Regions from separate parts of the Gossypium hirsutum genome. Here region 2 is linked to region 1. Evidence: chromatin contacts called from public Hi-C data. All regions are on one chromosome and are shown on one strand. Each heading gives the region's core, a stretch centred on a gene start, on an enhancer-like site or on the middle of the called end of the contact. The rest is flanking DNA. Distances are from core to core; before and after follow the strand shown.

Region 1 (7,907 bases), core at 1,450-3,949:
TCAACACCCTTTTATGATGAGATGCCATGCGAAGACAACAAAACACAACAAGTCAGTATTATATACAAAGAATAGAATTCAAAGCAAATAAGAAATAAATAAGCACCTAATCCGGTAACCACTAGGGTTCGGTGTGGTTCTACCAAGGGTAGGCTCTTAGGGCTCATTACATGTGGTTCGGTTCTAAAGTAAAGGTACCTGAACCAACAGATTCCTCGATCCTCACCCATTATAGGTTCATACGGACCGAGTTCGATTAAGGGGAATACATTTCCCTATGGCTATACGGAGATGAAAACCTCACGAAGACGCAGGTACGGATGCATCCCGAAAGCGATCCACTATCCTATACGGAGGTGAAGACCTCACGAAGGAGTAGTTTTTCACTTCCACTTAAGAGGGTGAAATTGACCAATAATGCGATGCGATATGCAAAGATACATCAAAGAATTAAACCATTTAAAGCAAGCATATTATGAAGAAAGCCACGAAAATAACAGACAACATGCAATACAGTAAATTTAAAACCGATTTTTAATTTTCGATAAAAGAAAAAAATTAATCAATTTAAGGCTTGACTCTCGAGTCCCCAGCAGAGTCGCCAAGCTGTCGAAACCATTTTTTTGAAAACTGGGGTCGACTTGGTTTGAAAGCGAAAATTAAAACGGGAGTCACCACCGATCTTTGTTAGGTGTGATCGGATCACCTTTGTTTTAATAAATCAATTTTAGTTTACTAAAACAACGTCTTTGGTCTACGAAACTTGAGAGAATGAGTTCGGGAGTCGGTTACGTGCGAGGAAGGATTAGCACCCTCAATACGCCCCCAAATTGGTACCGAATTGATTAGTTAGTGTCTTAATGTCGAAAATTAAAAAATCGGGAAGGGATTTGAAATACGATCTTTTCTATTAATATTGATTTTAAAAATCTTGAATTAGCTTGAATCGATTGTTTAAAGATTTCCTTATCTCGAGATATCAGAGTATCACATCCCGTAAGTTAGGACACAATACCATAAATTCCCGAGCACGAGGTCGTCTTTTAATTTAAATGAGAATTTCATGTGTTTTAAAACTCGAAAAGGATATTTAGCTATTTAGAAACAACGAGAAAATCGAAACCCCATAAGTTAGGGCACAATTCCTCGATATTTCAAAATGCATAAAATTGCCTTATTTGAAAAATTTCGTTTTTAAATAGTAGCGAATATAATATTTAAGCAACATGCGTTATTTATTTAGGTTAAAATCAAACGATTTGTTGGATAAATGTATTGGGGTCTAATTTGTGGCAATGATATGAAATGAAGTATAGTGCGACATAGAACAATGATTCACGCATAAAATATTCCACAAGCGCAAGGCAATGATATGAACACGAGTAAGCAGATTAACGTACATGCAATAGCAATAATTTCACAACATATATTATTTAACATTAAGCTTAATAAACATAGAAATGAAGCATAGTATAAAACAACTTAGATCAAATAATAAGATAATCTTAAATATAAATCTCATATGTAAAGGGTATAAAATAAATACTTACGAAAGCAATTTGAAGTGAATGATAAAGAATAATTTAAAATCATTAATGAAAAGTCTAAAATAAATGATACGTAAAAAGAAATTTACAACAAATAATATACATAGTATAAAAAAAAACTTCACATAAATATATATATATAAATGTATAAAGAGTTTAAAATAAAACATTTGAAAATTTGAAAATAAATGATCCATACAAAAGAAAGTTCAAGAATAAACATTCTATAAATTTAACATAATAAGCAATTCAAAAATAATATATAAAAAAGGGTTTAAAATAAATAAAAAAAACAATGTGAAATAATTAATATATATAAAATAATTCAAAATGACATGTATTGGAAACATTTTAAAATGAACATTATATAAAAAATTTAAATTGAATAATATGTAAAATAGTAAAAAAAATATTTAAAATAAACAATGTAGAACAGTTTAAAATAACTAATAAAGAGGGTTTAAAATAAATAATATATATAATAGTTTAACTACATAATGTATATAAATTTAAAATAAATAATATGTAAAAGTTTAGAATAAATAATGTATATAAAAAAATCATAAAATAAATAATATACAAGATAATTTAAAGTAATATATAATAGAACCGTTTAAAGTAGCTAATTAAGAAAATATACTTGTAACCTAAAATAATATACAATAACAATTTGAAAAGAATACCATAAATCAATTTTAAATAAATGGTTCCTAAAATAATTTTAAGAGAACTAATATATATATATATATAGAAAAAAGATCTAAAATAATATATATATAATTGTTTGACAGAATACATGTTTTTCTAAAGAATAAATAAGCAAAATATGCCAAATAGTTTGACATTAGAAGGTTTATGATCAAACTAAAAATAAAATAAAATTAAAGGGACAAATTTAAAAGAGAGAGGACCCAAATGGAACGTATGCAAAGAAAGAGGGACTTATTAGGAGAATATCCCCGCCCTTATGTGCTTTATATCATGCAGGACCAAAATGTGACTAGCGTAAAATCTATGGGGCCAAATTAAAGCGCAAAATTAAGAACCAAAGGGGGATATTGAAAACGGGTAGCAAAACTGAAGGACCCATAGTGCAAATGACCCACTTTAACCTTGAAAACAATGCTGTCGTTTCATGCTTGTATTAAAACCCCAAATTTTTTAGATTCATTTTCAGCTTCTTCTTTAAAAAAAAAAACAGAGAGCTTCTTGGCTCTCTCTCCCTCCTCTCTTTTTTTCCCCTTTGCAGCTAGGGTTTCGAGACCCATCCTCGCTGCCGTCGCCCTTGCTCCACCACGGACGGTGGTAAAAACCGTATAGGATGGGCTTTTTCAGCCCCGTTTCGAAGCGACTCGAGAGCCACTTCCTTTTTAGCCCAAAAACGAAGGAGAAGAAGATCCTTTTTGTTCCCTTTTTTGAAGTCGACGCCGTGAATGGAGATGAGGCTCCGACAGTGCGACTCCGGGGCGATCCAGGTGAGTGTTTTCTTCTTATTGTTATTTAAAACAGATTTTGCAAACAAAAAAATAAAAAAAATAATGAAGAAGCAAGAAATCGAAAAAAGAGAAGGAAAAAAAAAGGAAATCAAATCAACCTTTACTTTTTTGCTTCTATTCTGCTTTTGCGATTGTTTAATGTCTGTAAAAAATACAAAAAAGATCGAGAATGGCTTTTATAGACGAGTACACACTCGTTCTATTTCTATTTTCTGTTTGTTTCTTCCTTGTTTTTTTGCTTTTAGTTTCCTGCTTCTTTTTTGTTTTTTCCTTCTTTGTTTTTTCTTGTGTTTTGCGTGCTTTGATCTGTTTGCAGGTGGTGTCAGACGCGCGTGCCGCGGTGGTGGCGTGAGGTGGCCAATGGTGAAGAGGCTGGTGCCGTGCGAGGTGGCCAATGGTAAAGAGGCTGGTGGCTGAAGGGACGGCGGCTGCAACTTGGGGCTAGGGGTTTTTTTATTTGCTGAAAATGTTTAAGATAGTTTGGGCTTTAGGGTTTTGATAATTTAGGCTGATAGGGTTTTGGTTTAGGCTTGTTGGGTTTAGTAATTGGGTTATTTGATGTGTAATGGGTCTGATTACACATGTTGTAAATGGACTTGAAATTTGGACTTTTATTTAATTATTTGGGTTTTGTTTGTTTTATCATTCTAGGGCCAAAATTGACTATTACAATATGCATATTTTTATTTTTATTGGTTTTTGTTAATAAAAAGATTAAAATACAATCAATTAATATTTTAATTATGGAAGGATATTTCCGAAACCGAGTTGGTGCCTGGTTGACTCGTGTCACTAACTCAATTAGAAACTTAAATAATAGTATAGATATACAACTTATTGAGATAATAAATTGTGCATATTAAAATTAAAATGTATAAAATATATTAGAATGAACCTTTGGTTAAGAGGTAAATTTAAAATTTTACTAATTCAAATAGGTGAAAATTCAAATTTTACTATATGCATATTTTTATTTTTTATTTCTTGGTTCTTGTTAACATAAAAATACTAAAGTTGTTGGAAAAAAAACTGGTTCGAAAACAGTTTTCTTGTATAGAAAAAAATAAAAATTTAAAAATCGAGTCGATTTATGATATTTATAGTAATAATTTTTTTTCTCAAAATCACACATATGTTTTGGGCAAGACGAGTCCTTGTTGTTCTTGGCTTTCAATCGAACGGTCTTCCCGCTATTCTCGTACCACGAATTGTTTCGAGTGTGGGATTAAATACTTCGAATCAAACATAGAACCAAAAAACATTTTCTTTATTTTAAGTGGGAAAGTAAAATTTTCCCTCTTGTTGAAATTAGTAGAATTGTTATTCTTGGAAAATAGAATTTATACTCAGAAATAAATTCTCACTATTTTTGGGCAGAATGACATTATCTCAAAATTGTATATAACTTGTTGTATATTTAGCCCTACTAGTGTCATCTATTTATAGGGAGAGAAAGTGAAACCCTAATTGACTTAGTAGAATGCATTTAATACATATTTAATAGAAAAATAATCCCTTAGTTGAACTAGGAAAAATGTGAGGCTAATAGGATGTGCCTTCCCTCATATGTATTACGATGGGGATTCGGATTTCTCTTATATTAAGTCTAATTATATGTACTTCCTAGACTTTTAACCCAACACTTTATAATTTACACCAATCCAGTACATGTTTTTATATTTCTCAAAATAGATATTATTTGTTAAATTAATTTAAATAAATAAATTTTCTAATTAAATAATTTTCTCAACCCATTTCTAATTCCTTTAAAATCATGACAACTTTATCGTAAAAGAATCTATGAAAAAATATATTTAATTTCTGTATTCAACATATTCACAATGATCAATTAATTTAATTCCATTTTCAAACTTCAATTAATTAATTAATTGATAATTTGAAAAACCATAAATTAATTCTCAAGTCATTTCAAACTTGAGAAAACCACATTCATTTCCATAAGTTACCAATTTCTCTAATTTTATCATTTCTATTTATTTATGTTCATTTGATTCAACATCCAAAGATTACAACTTTTCGCCTATTAATTATAAACTCATTTAGTTACAAAGTCATTCCACTATAGTATAATAACTGAGTTTTCCCTAATGACATATCATTACGAAAACTACTCGATCAGTGCTCGTCCAATGACTTTGTCATAAGCGTGTTACCCGCATATAATATCTTTAATCTATTTGGGATAAATCTGTTCTCCCAATATGAGCCTATTTTATCTAATAGTAACTATTACATCTTTTTTCATGAAAATTCAACTATTATTAAATAGTAATTAAGTCATTTATCACAAATATAAACAACTTATGACCACGTTTACTTTTCTTTTATCATGTAATGCCAATGAGAGGATATCATTTACCTATATCTTAGGCTATGAATTCCACTGTTGCGAATGATGCTACATACTGCAAAAGTAGTATACCCAACATACTAGCTTTCAGTTCCTTATCTATTCGAGCTCAGGTTTTTACTTACATTAAAGTATACGAGTTAAGCATACATTGTCTATCATCCACTCGAGATTAAGGTATAACACACTATGAACGTCACAAGTGAATAAATTCATAAACAGATTCAGGATTTATTCTGCTTGAGTCCAGTTTAATGTACTTTTAGTATAGTCAGTCACATCAATGCCTTTATCTTCTAGGAGTCATCAGCTCTAATACCCAAGACAAAATATTTCCCTAATTGGACTTGACAAACGATATATTAATCTTTCAATCGGTTTGCTCATTTCCGATTAGACTAGAACATGTTTAGGTTCGTGTATTGATATAAGTTGTCTTTCCGTATTATGATTGGACCACGTAATACTGTTTATTATTAGTTAAACATTAGACAACCAGTGAGCTAATATTGGCTTCCATTTTGATTTACATACAAAAACCATATGAGGACATTATACAAAAGATATAAATGTAATTAATGAATAATTTTATTAACAAATTTGTTCGAAAAATTACAAGTGTAAAAACGAATATACTACATTAAGGATACCGAATCTAACAAAAGTATCATCAAATAAGATAACTTATTTTAATTACATAAGAACATTTCCATAATTTCACTTACTAAATTAGTGCTAGGTTAAATCATAACACTAACTCAATCATGGGCTTAAATAATAATATAGATAACAATATAAAAAAATTATGAAAATTTATAATCTATAAAAAATATATAAAATTTTAAAAATAAAAAAAAATTAAATATATATATAAACTCTAACATATATATAATTAACCAGCAACATGGAGGGGTTTTCATGTTTTAACTCAGCGGTGGGAGGATAAGTTGAATGACGTGATTAAAAGGTGCAAGGAAATAAATGATATGGTTAATACGGGAAGTTGAGAACCCAACAATACTTTTGGAAGTTATAGATTACTTCACGGAGAAACAAAAGGAGATGTGTTGTCATCATAAAGTGGTTACTTTAAAATACGGAACTACCTTAAAAAGAAGATAATAAGCAAGCAATTATCTGTTAAAACATATATGTATCTTAATTTTATTTTATTTGAGCCTGTCACTTTTTTTTTTAATTTCATATCCTCAACCAACACCATTATTATTTTTAAATCTTATAATTAGATGATACCGTCAATATATTAAGCGACACTCAATTTTAATATAAAAAACATTTTATTTTTGTAAATAATTTAGATCAATACATTTTTTGTTATTAAATTTTTATAAAAAAACTTAATAAGCTCTTCAAAGTAAGAGAGGATTTAAACTAAAGTACGAAGCTAAAAAAATAGATTTAGGCAAAAGAAATAGTGCCATTTAAAATATGGGATGTACTTGAGTTCCAACATTCAAGAGTCAAGTTTGACCCGACTCATTTTCTACTCATATAAAATAAAATTATGTATACACAATGCTATAATATAAACATTAAGAGCTATGTGAAGTTTCTTATGTTTAAAATTAACAAAGAAAAAATATTAAATTAATAAATAATACAAATTTTTTAAAAAAAATTTAAAAATAATATGGGTGAGCTTAAAACATACTTGTGTTAGCCATTTAAAAACATGTGCTTGGGAAAAATTTGAAGTCCATATTTCGAGTTGAGTCAAGCTTATACTTACACTAATATCATACATAGACTCGATTTAAACTCAATCAACCTTATCCACAAAAACCTTTATTTTTAATGCATTTAATTATATTTTTATTTAAACTATAATATAAAAATTAAAAAATATTGAATATAAAAATTAAATAAAAAATTTATAAAAATTTTGAATCAACCTTTGTATCTATATTAAATTATAATTATTATTTTAAATTAATTATCACTTAATTAAAAAACTAAGATGGAGCATTGTTTAAGCATCAGTATCTAACATTTAGGAAATTTCATTCTACCTCAAAAAAAAAAAAAATCCAAGTAGAAAAAACAAAACAAAAATCAGCTTATAATTTTATTAGATAGGTTTTACTTTCCACCCAATAAGAAGTTTGATTTTTGTTATTATTTTATATATTACTTTACCCAAATAAATTTTTATTATTATTCAATAACTACTTTAATTACTATTTGAATTCTTTTACTATTAGAATATTTTATATATTTTAATTATCTAGCTACTGACATAAATAACATAAAATAAAAAACAATATTAATTTCATTTAATAATAATAAAAGTTAACTGTATGTTCACGTGTAACACATGTGATTTGAACAGATATTGTATAGTGGTATTCATGTTAAAAGAGTAAAGGAAGAAGCAAGAGTTGATCCAAGTCCCCGGTTGTAAGTACTTCAATAATTTTTCTTTACTTTTAAGTACAAAATGTGTGTGAAATGTAGTTATGTTCATCTTATATA
Region 2 (7,907 bases), core at 3,141-5,640, 38 kb before region 1:
AGCGAGTAAGGTTGTTTAAAAAAAATCAATTCCATATTTTCGTTGCTAAATTTATCTACAGTCACATTACAAATTTGGGAGGGTAAAACAAGGAATACCCAACCAAAGAAATGTACACAGAGTGACCATATATGTATATACCTCCACTTGTCTCACCAGAGCCACCATCCCCCCTTCTCAAAAGTGGATTCACCAAAGCACATGCCATCAATCAAAACTCGAGTAGAAACAAGAGTCCTTACGGTGCTCATGGAGATACCAAACAAGCACAAAATCCAGAACATGTTCCATTTCCCTCGCACTCCGCTGATCAACCCTCCCAAAATGTCAATTTTAATTTATAACTTCCAAGTAATACGGTGACTAGGAATAGGCCGTGCACTGATGCTTGCAGTTCGTAAAAGTCGGCGAAACTCTTCAAGACTTATTTTTCCATCTCTATCGATGTCAGCCTCCTCGAGCAAAGGGTCAATGGAGCCTTTTAAGCCCGTGTGCTGCAAAAACAATTGCACACTGTGAATAAGGGAACATAATTACTATTCTAGTAACACATTCTTCATAAAAAAGTTGAGATACATTTGCTAGAAATAACATTGGCCACTTTGGATATCAGGACATCCTGAACACATCGATTCAACTTCGTATGATATAATACTATCAAACCCATGGTTCACGTCATGAATGGACTGACACCAAAATATACTACTTACCATTCTAAGCTCATCTGGAGTTATAAACCCATCTCTATCCACGTCAAATTTCTGAAAAGCTGCCTCTGATCGCATCTGCCATTTTTCAGAATCATGTTCTTCCATTTGATTCACATGTAGAGCTGCTGCAATGAACTCGGTGAAATCAACAAGCCCATCTGTGTTGATATCAATCTGTGTGATCAAGGGAAACAAACAATAATCAAAACCAAAGAAAAGAAAAGAAGACCTTCAAATTAAGAACAGGAAATCTGTAGTCACCGCTTGAAGAATCTCAATGACACGTGACTCCTTCAACTTCCAAGGAAGATCTTTAGCAAGGGCCTGCACTGAAACCATCCCTATTAGTTTGAAATTTTAAGTAAAAAACACTATAGAAGTTAGATGTGATAGAAATGTTGACCTGTCTCATCTCTTCAAGACTAATAACACCATTCTTATCCACATCGATTGCATGAAACTGATCCCGAAGATCAGCTATCTCCTCTTCATTAAGTGTGCTAGCCAATGCCTACAGGATAATGAAAATAATAACACTTATACGTCAAGATATGAACAACCAAAGGAGGGAACAATAGCCACTTGTGCCCATAAAATATTCCACTAAGGTTTTTAGAGAAACAAAAACTAGGTTACCCTCAGAGCAAACTGCTTCAATCGACTGTACTTCACAAATTGCCGCATGTTGCTCAGAACAGATATATCAATAGGAATCTCAGATGCATCTCCCCCTTCTCTAACCCATGGGTGTGCTGAAGAAATTGAAACCAATCAGATATTCTATAAATAATAGAAGGATAAAATTATAGCAAAGTAGAAGATTTGTTTTAGCAGCTAGTAGTAAACTTGACAGGTAAGGTACTAAGGTACCATACATTTCATAGAGCTAAAAGAAAAAAGGAAAAATAAATAATTAAGATGAGATGATTTAAAGACATACATAGGGCCTGAGCAGCAGTCAGTCTAGCCCGGGGATCCTTCACCAATAACTTCTTCACAAAGTCTTTAGCACTGTCACTAATTGTTGGCCATGGTTTACGACGAAAATCAGGCTTGTTCTTCAAAACCTGAAATTATAGACAGTTGCATATGAATTCTCCGGAAAGTAAATGCATTAAATAAACAAAAACCATAAGACAATACATCTAAGACAGGCTAAAGTAACTTGGAAGGTGAACAAAATATCCAGAAACTTTCCTCATGGACATATACATAAAAAGAGAACAAAGGATTAAATAGAGTGCACATGTATCCAAAAGTATGGCCACCAGTTCATGTAACATGAGCATGGTGTAGAAACAGGCATACCACCAGTCTACATCTGATAATAATAAAGTAAAATTACAAACCCAGAGAAAGCAATGAAAGAATAAATCAAGATCCATGATCAGGAAATGTACCACACCTCCCTAAATATACCGTCCTCGGTCTTATCCCAAAAAGGCCGCTTCCCACAAAGCAAAATGTAGGTAATTACACCAATATTCCATACATCTGATTCCGGCCCTGACTTTCTTTTCAATACTTCAGGAGCAACATAGTAGGCACTGCCAACAATATCTTGAAACCTCTTCCCTGCATTTAATCATAGTTCAAGATTATATAGCTTTGATGTTTGTTGCATGATTATTCTAAAATTAGCAAATGCAACTCACCAGGTCTGATAAAGTCTGACAAACCAAAATCTGTAGCCTTCAGAGGTGAGTCCTCTTTGGTTGACTTAAATAGGAAATTCTACAGACAAGAAACAATGAGGAAACCGTAAAGATGCAGCATGACTTCCTAAAGAGGAAGTTTTATGAGTTATCCATGTTAATGTAGTTGAGCATACCTCAGGTTTCATGTCACGATGAACCAAGCCATGTAAATGACATTCGGCAGCAACTTTGAGCATCTGCCGTACAACAAATGCTGCATCTTTTTCACTATAGCGGCTGTCCTTTCTGATAGAAGATGGCAAGCATAAGTTACTACTGGAAGTAACACTATTGAAAACATTAACAGAAAGTATTGACTACCATATTTGGTCCATAAATTCACATTATTTAAGAGTAACAATATCAAAATTTTAGTATCCTTACTTGGCCAATATCCGGTCCAGCAACTCTCCACCCTCACACAACCTAGAATCAGATAGCACCAACATGTAAGATAGTCAAGATATAAAAGGATTAATATGAAATCATATTAGAGGAGAAGGCCAAATATGAACCACTAGGCAAACAAAACTTTTGGGCAAAATTGAACATCAGAAGACAAGAAAAAGAAAATGATACAATTAAAAGAAAACCGGAACTGAATGAACAGCCATAATTGTAGATAAAATATAGAAACTTACTCCATAACAATGTATACATAGGAATCATCCTCAAATGCATTATAAAATTGAACCACATTCCCATGGCCTTTCAGGGCCTCTAATATCTTGACTTCTCGCTTGACATCCTCAACAGCAATTGGAAGAACCATCTGCATGCAACCCAGGGTTTTAAAATAAGAGAAAGAGTAAAAAATAAGTCCCACTATGCTTATACCGAATTAGTGTCAATTCGAACAACAAAATAATGCAGCTTAAAGGTTGCTGCTTCACATGAAGCTTTAATTATGATGTCAATCAAATTGAACTGCTGCAAAATCCTATAATCCAATCTTTCCATACCAAGATCTTAAAACTGTAATAAATAAGATTGCCAAACAGATGCAAAATCATCATAGCTCAACTAGACTATTGCATATCCCTACCAAATTTTGTCCTTACTTAGGCAATGATGCTTCTAGTTAAGACCACCTATCCCCATTACATTAAAAAACAGAGAAGAGAAAGGCTTCCAGCTTCCCATATCCAGACAAATGTGATCAATAATATATATATATATATAACCAATAAGGAATCCAAAATAGAAGTTAAATTTCTCACATCCCCCACCAATATGGAAAATTCAATCCAAATTAACCCTAAAATTCTCATCTTTTAAGTTACCAAACCCTCAAAAAAATCCCATCTTGAATATGACAATCAAAGGAAGTAATATAAAAACATGAAAAGAATACCTTCATTTTCTCAATTTTCTTAACGGCAACGCGATCGCCATTTTCATTGTCTACGGCAACGTAGGTGTATCCAAATTGACCGTGCCCCAACAATTTCCCAGTTGTGTATCGCTTCTCAAAATCCTTACGGTACCCAAAATCTGTACGCTTACCACAAGGCACGTTCCCACCGTGTTTCCTCGAACTAGGCTTGGCTTTGAACTGTTGCTGCTGTTGATGTTTAACAGTTGGCTTATGAGACTCCTTTTTGGCATTGGTCGTTGTTGTGGAGGAGGCGGGTTGCTTTTCTTCGTGGTGGTCGGGGGAGGGGTTGCTGCTTGCGCCAAAGACCTTGGTGGTGGAGAGGCAGATCCCCATGACGATAATAAAGGAAGGAAGAAGAGAGGGTATTCAAACAATGAGCTCTAGAGATGGAATCCCATAAGGAAAAAGAAGAAGGTAAATGAAATGAAAATAAATAGCAAGAAGTGGGAAATGATAAAACTCCCCCAATAGAAAGAGGAAGAAGGGAGACTAGAATCAAATTTAATTAGTTTATTGTATGACCAAAAAAAAAAAATATCAAGTTATGATATCATGAAAACACAAATCCAATCTTTTTCTTTTTACTAAATTAACTCTTTTATCTATTTATATCTTCCACCTAAAATTATTTTATTTTATTACACATTCCAGCTTTCCTTTTTGCTTTAAAAAGATAACAGATTTAATGCTTAAATTCTTGTCTTATTTATGGGCTAATTGGGCAAAAATAGATTTGCCGCTTGCTTTTTATTCACTACCTTCACCTTTCTTTTTTTGGCAATCTCAAAACTTTCACTTTATGATTGCCACTTTGTTGGCCTTCAAAATCAAAACTCATATCTTTTCATCATCTGCTTACTTCTCTAAGTTTTCATCAAAACATCATATATCAAAAATATTTTAATCCACAACTCCATTATTTTTATATATTAACTAATTTGTAAATTTATAATAACCCAAACATACTTTAAAAATGTTAAATTAATTAAATATTAAATTACAAAAAATATTAGTATTTTTTTAAAATAAAAATATAATATGATCAAGCCTAAAATAGTGTTAGGTGAATTGTATACAAATATGGGCGGACTTGAACAAAATATTAGACTCATATTTCAAGTCATGTTGAGTTTGGGCAAACATAAAATATGTTAATAATATTATTAGATTTAGCTCATCTACAATATTGTAATTTTCAAGTTGAATTTAATTTTGGGTTTAAAAGTAAAGGAAAAATACAACTATTTTATTTCAAATTGTATTTTAATATTTATTCAATTTCTAATTAATATGTAAATTAGTTCATATTAAGTATTTAAGGTTGATTTTAGTTACTCTGAAGTGGAAATTGGGCTGAGATGCTCAAAGGGGGTGAATTAAGAGGGAGCTAAGATGCTTTCTAATAATTAAGCTAGTCGGAGAAAGTAAGATAAATGAGATTATTGAGGAACGATATGAGATGAAGCAGATAATGCCCGTATTGGTGCTTAAGATTACTCCACCAATAAGTATTTCTCACCTGCCATAATTTTCCGATTAAATACAACTTGCGGTGTTTTTTTAACATTTTCCTTCTTATTTTCAAGTTTCCCCCTCCTTTGGATATAAAAAATCATCAAAAAGAAAGGTAAAATAAATTATCAAAATAGTCACTTTTATTTATCTCATATTATATTTTAGTCACTGAGTCATTAATTGTCATTAACAGTGTAATAATAAGTTGACGTGACAAGTTAATTATCATTTCAAACAAAAATTTTAAGTTAAATTATACAATTGATCTTTATATTTTTTTATTTTAAACGTTTTAATTTTTTTCATAGAAAGTATATGGCTAGCTCACAGGGATGGTCAAACATGATCCTTTCAAATAAGATGAGAGGTCAACTCGAATCACCTCTCAAGCCACATGTTTCTTGGTGACTAACCAACTGATATTGAGCGAAGAGGTGTTCTTCAAGTACCTTGTCATATTGCCAAATGTCCAAAACAAAAGAAGTATAATAATTATTAATTTTGGATTACAACTCACTTTTCAATCAAAAATTAAAAAAAATTAATTTATTTTTTAAAATAAAAATAAATAAATAAATTTGTTGGTGTGTAAAAATATAAGTTATAGTCAAAACTCTCCATATTTTGATTGTATCATTCATATAATTATGGTGGTTGTCATCATCATATATTTATATCCATTTTAAGTATAACAATATATGATAGTAATTACAGTTTTACTGGTATTTCAATAAAAAAATTACCACTAAAAGATATATAGATTAACATTCAATATTCAAATTCTGGCAAACATTTAAAAAAGTCTTCTATTTTCGTTTAATTAATATCTAAAAGATCTGATTCGGGATTTCTTTTTCGAATATTTTAATTACTAAAATAGTTAATAATATTTCTTTTTTCTGGACCAATAAAAATAAAAATATATTATCTCATTAAATCAAAAATGACATATATTTTGGTAGAGCGCCTCTTCTATACTACAGGATATATAACATATGTTGCAATGTCGAAGTTATCCGCTGTGGCACAATGGTTAAAAATTCTATTGAGAAATTTCCGGGTTCGAATCCCGGCAGCAGAAATGAAAATTTTTGCATGATATTTGTCAGCTTAATTTATGATTGATTTGGTTTTTGAAGTTTTCTAAAACATATAAAATTATAAATATTAAAAATTCTATTGCAAATTATGGATTTAGAATATAGATATGTGTTTAAAATTAATATTTAATAAATAATAAAATTAATTAATTATAATAACATGAAATACGTATGATATATAAATGATGAATGATATATTGTGCATTTTAAAATAAAGATGTATGTTTAGAAATAATATTCAATAAATAATTAATCATGATAACATGAAATATGTATTAGATTGAGATAATAAATTATGTATATTAAAATAAATATGTATAAAATTATTTAAATAAAACTCAGATTGAGTGATAAATTAGCATGACTTTATCTAAAAAGTTAAATATTTTCATTTAATTAATAGCTAAAAGGATAAGTTCCATTATCACTTTCAATCAAATTTTAATATTTTAATTACTAAAGTAGTTAATAATAATGTTTTTTGGACGAATGAAAAAATAATATTTCTTTTAGTTTGTTATATGGAATAAAAATATTTTATCTCATGAATAAAAAATAACATATATTTTGATGGCTGGCCTTTTGTCTAACACAGGATATATAATTTACGTTGCAATTTGTAAACGAAGAATCCGCTGTAGCACGATGGTTAAAATTCTAGTTGTTGAATTTCCGGGTTCGAACCCCGGCAGCGGAAATATTCTTTTATTTCCGCTTATTATGTATTATTTTTCAGTTTAACTTATGATTTGGTTTTTGACTATTTCTAAAGCATATAAATTTTCTTTTATAAAAAAAATATAAATATTAAAAATTCTATCACTCATGGAAACATGGACAAAGTTAGAAAAAATTTTTAGGGGGTTAAAATTAAATTGTAATTTTTACGACAGTAAAAATATAATTTTACCATTTTAATAACCTATATCTTTATAAATTTTAAATGGGTAAATCAAATTTTCATCATTTTTAGGAGGGCCTAAGTATAATTTTACCTTTATTAATTTCAAATTTTCAAATTTTCAAAGGGCCTAAATGGAAAATTTTCCATTTGAGGTGGGTCGGGGCCCCTACCAACCCCCTAGTTTCGCCCCTGCGTGGAAATCACAAATTTAAAATATAAATATGTGTTTAAAAATAAAATTCAATAAATAATGAAACTAATTAATCATAATAACATGAAATATGTACGATATACAACTGATGAAGGATATATTGTATATTTTGGAATAAAAATATATATAAAAAATTAAAATAATACTTTAGTTGAGTGGTAACTTAATGTAACACTCCTAATTCTTAACCGTCGCTGGAACATAGTTATGGAGTATTACCGGACTTAACAAATCAAATACAAATATTTCAAATCATTTATTCAACCAATTCAAAACACAATTAAACACGTTCAAAACATGTCAAAATAGATATCCTAGGTGCCTAACCTGCGTACCCTCATAAGTACCACAATTTTATTATCAAAATATATTAATAAGACCTCATTCAAATC

What was found. Hi-C and Micro-C count contacts between places; a contact is called where the count stands out from the background.
Region 2: a contact with region 1 is called in a Hi-C map of leaf, with 2.5 times the contacts expected there. The contact joins the promoter of LOC107897601 here to the enhancer-like site in region 1. A contact is called at or near these places in 9 of 34 Hi-C or Micro-C datasets (callus, fibers, hypocotyl and 2 more).

The regions. Positions count from the first base shown.
Region 1 is chrA10:20,177,278-20,185,184 of Gossypium_hirsutum_v2.1, reverse strand. No RefSeq gene overlaps it. Among protein-coding and RNA genes, the nearest start is that of LOC107896140, 20 kb to the right of the region's middle. Within about 2 kb of position 2,699, at least 8 of the 9 cell types and tissues checked have an H3K27ac peak or open chromatin away from gene starts, as enhancers often do. A contact at or near this core is called in fibers and leaf, where this site is marked.
Region 2 is chrA10:20,216,541-20,224,447 of Gossypium_hirsutum_v2.1, reverse strand. It overlaps LOC107897601 (calcium-dependent protein kinase 28), which reads right to left and starts at 4,390. Exons shown (of 12, transcript XM_016823099.2): 1 at 3,762-4,390; 2 at 3,049-3,179; 3 at 2,792-2,833; 4 at 2,542-2,653; 5 at 2,366-2,444; 6 at 2,116-2,285; 7 at 1,651-1,777; 8 at 1,347-1,462; 9 at 1,114-1,221; 10 at 972-1,034; 11 at 711-884; 12 at 15-494. The coding sequence starts at 4,118. The coding sequence ends at 339.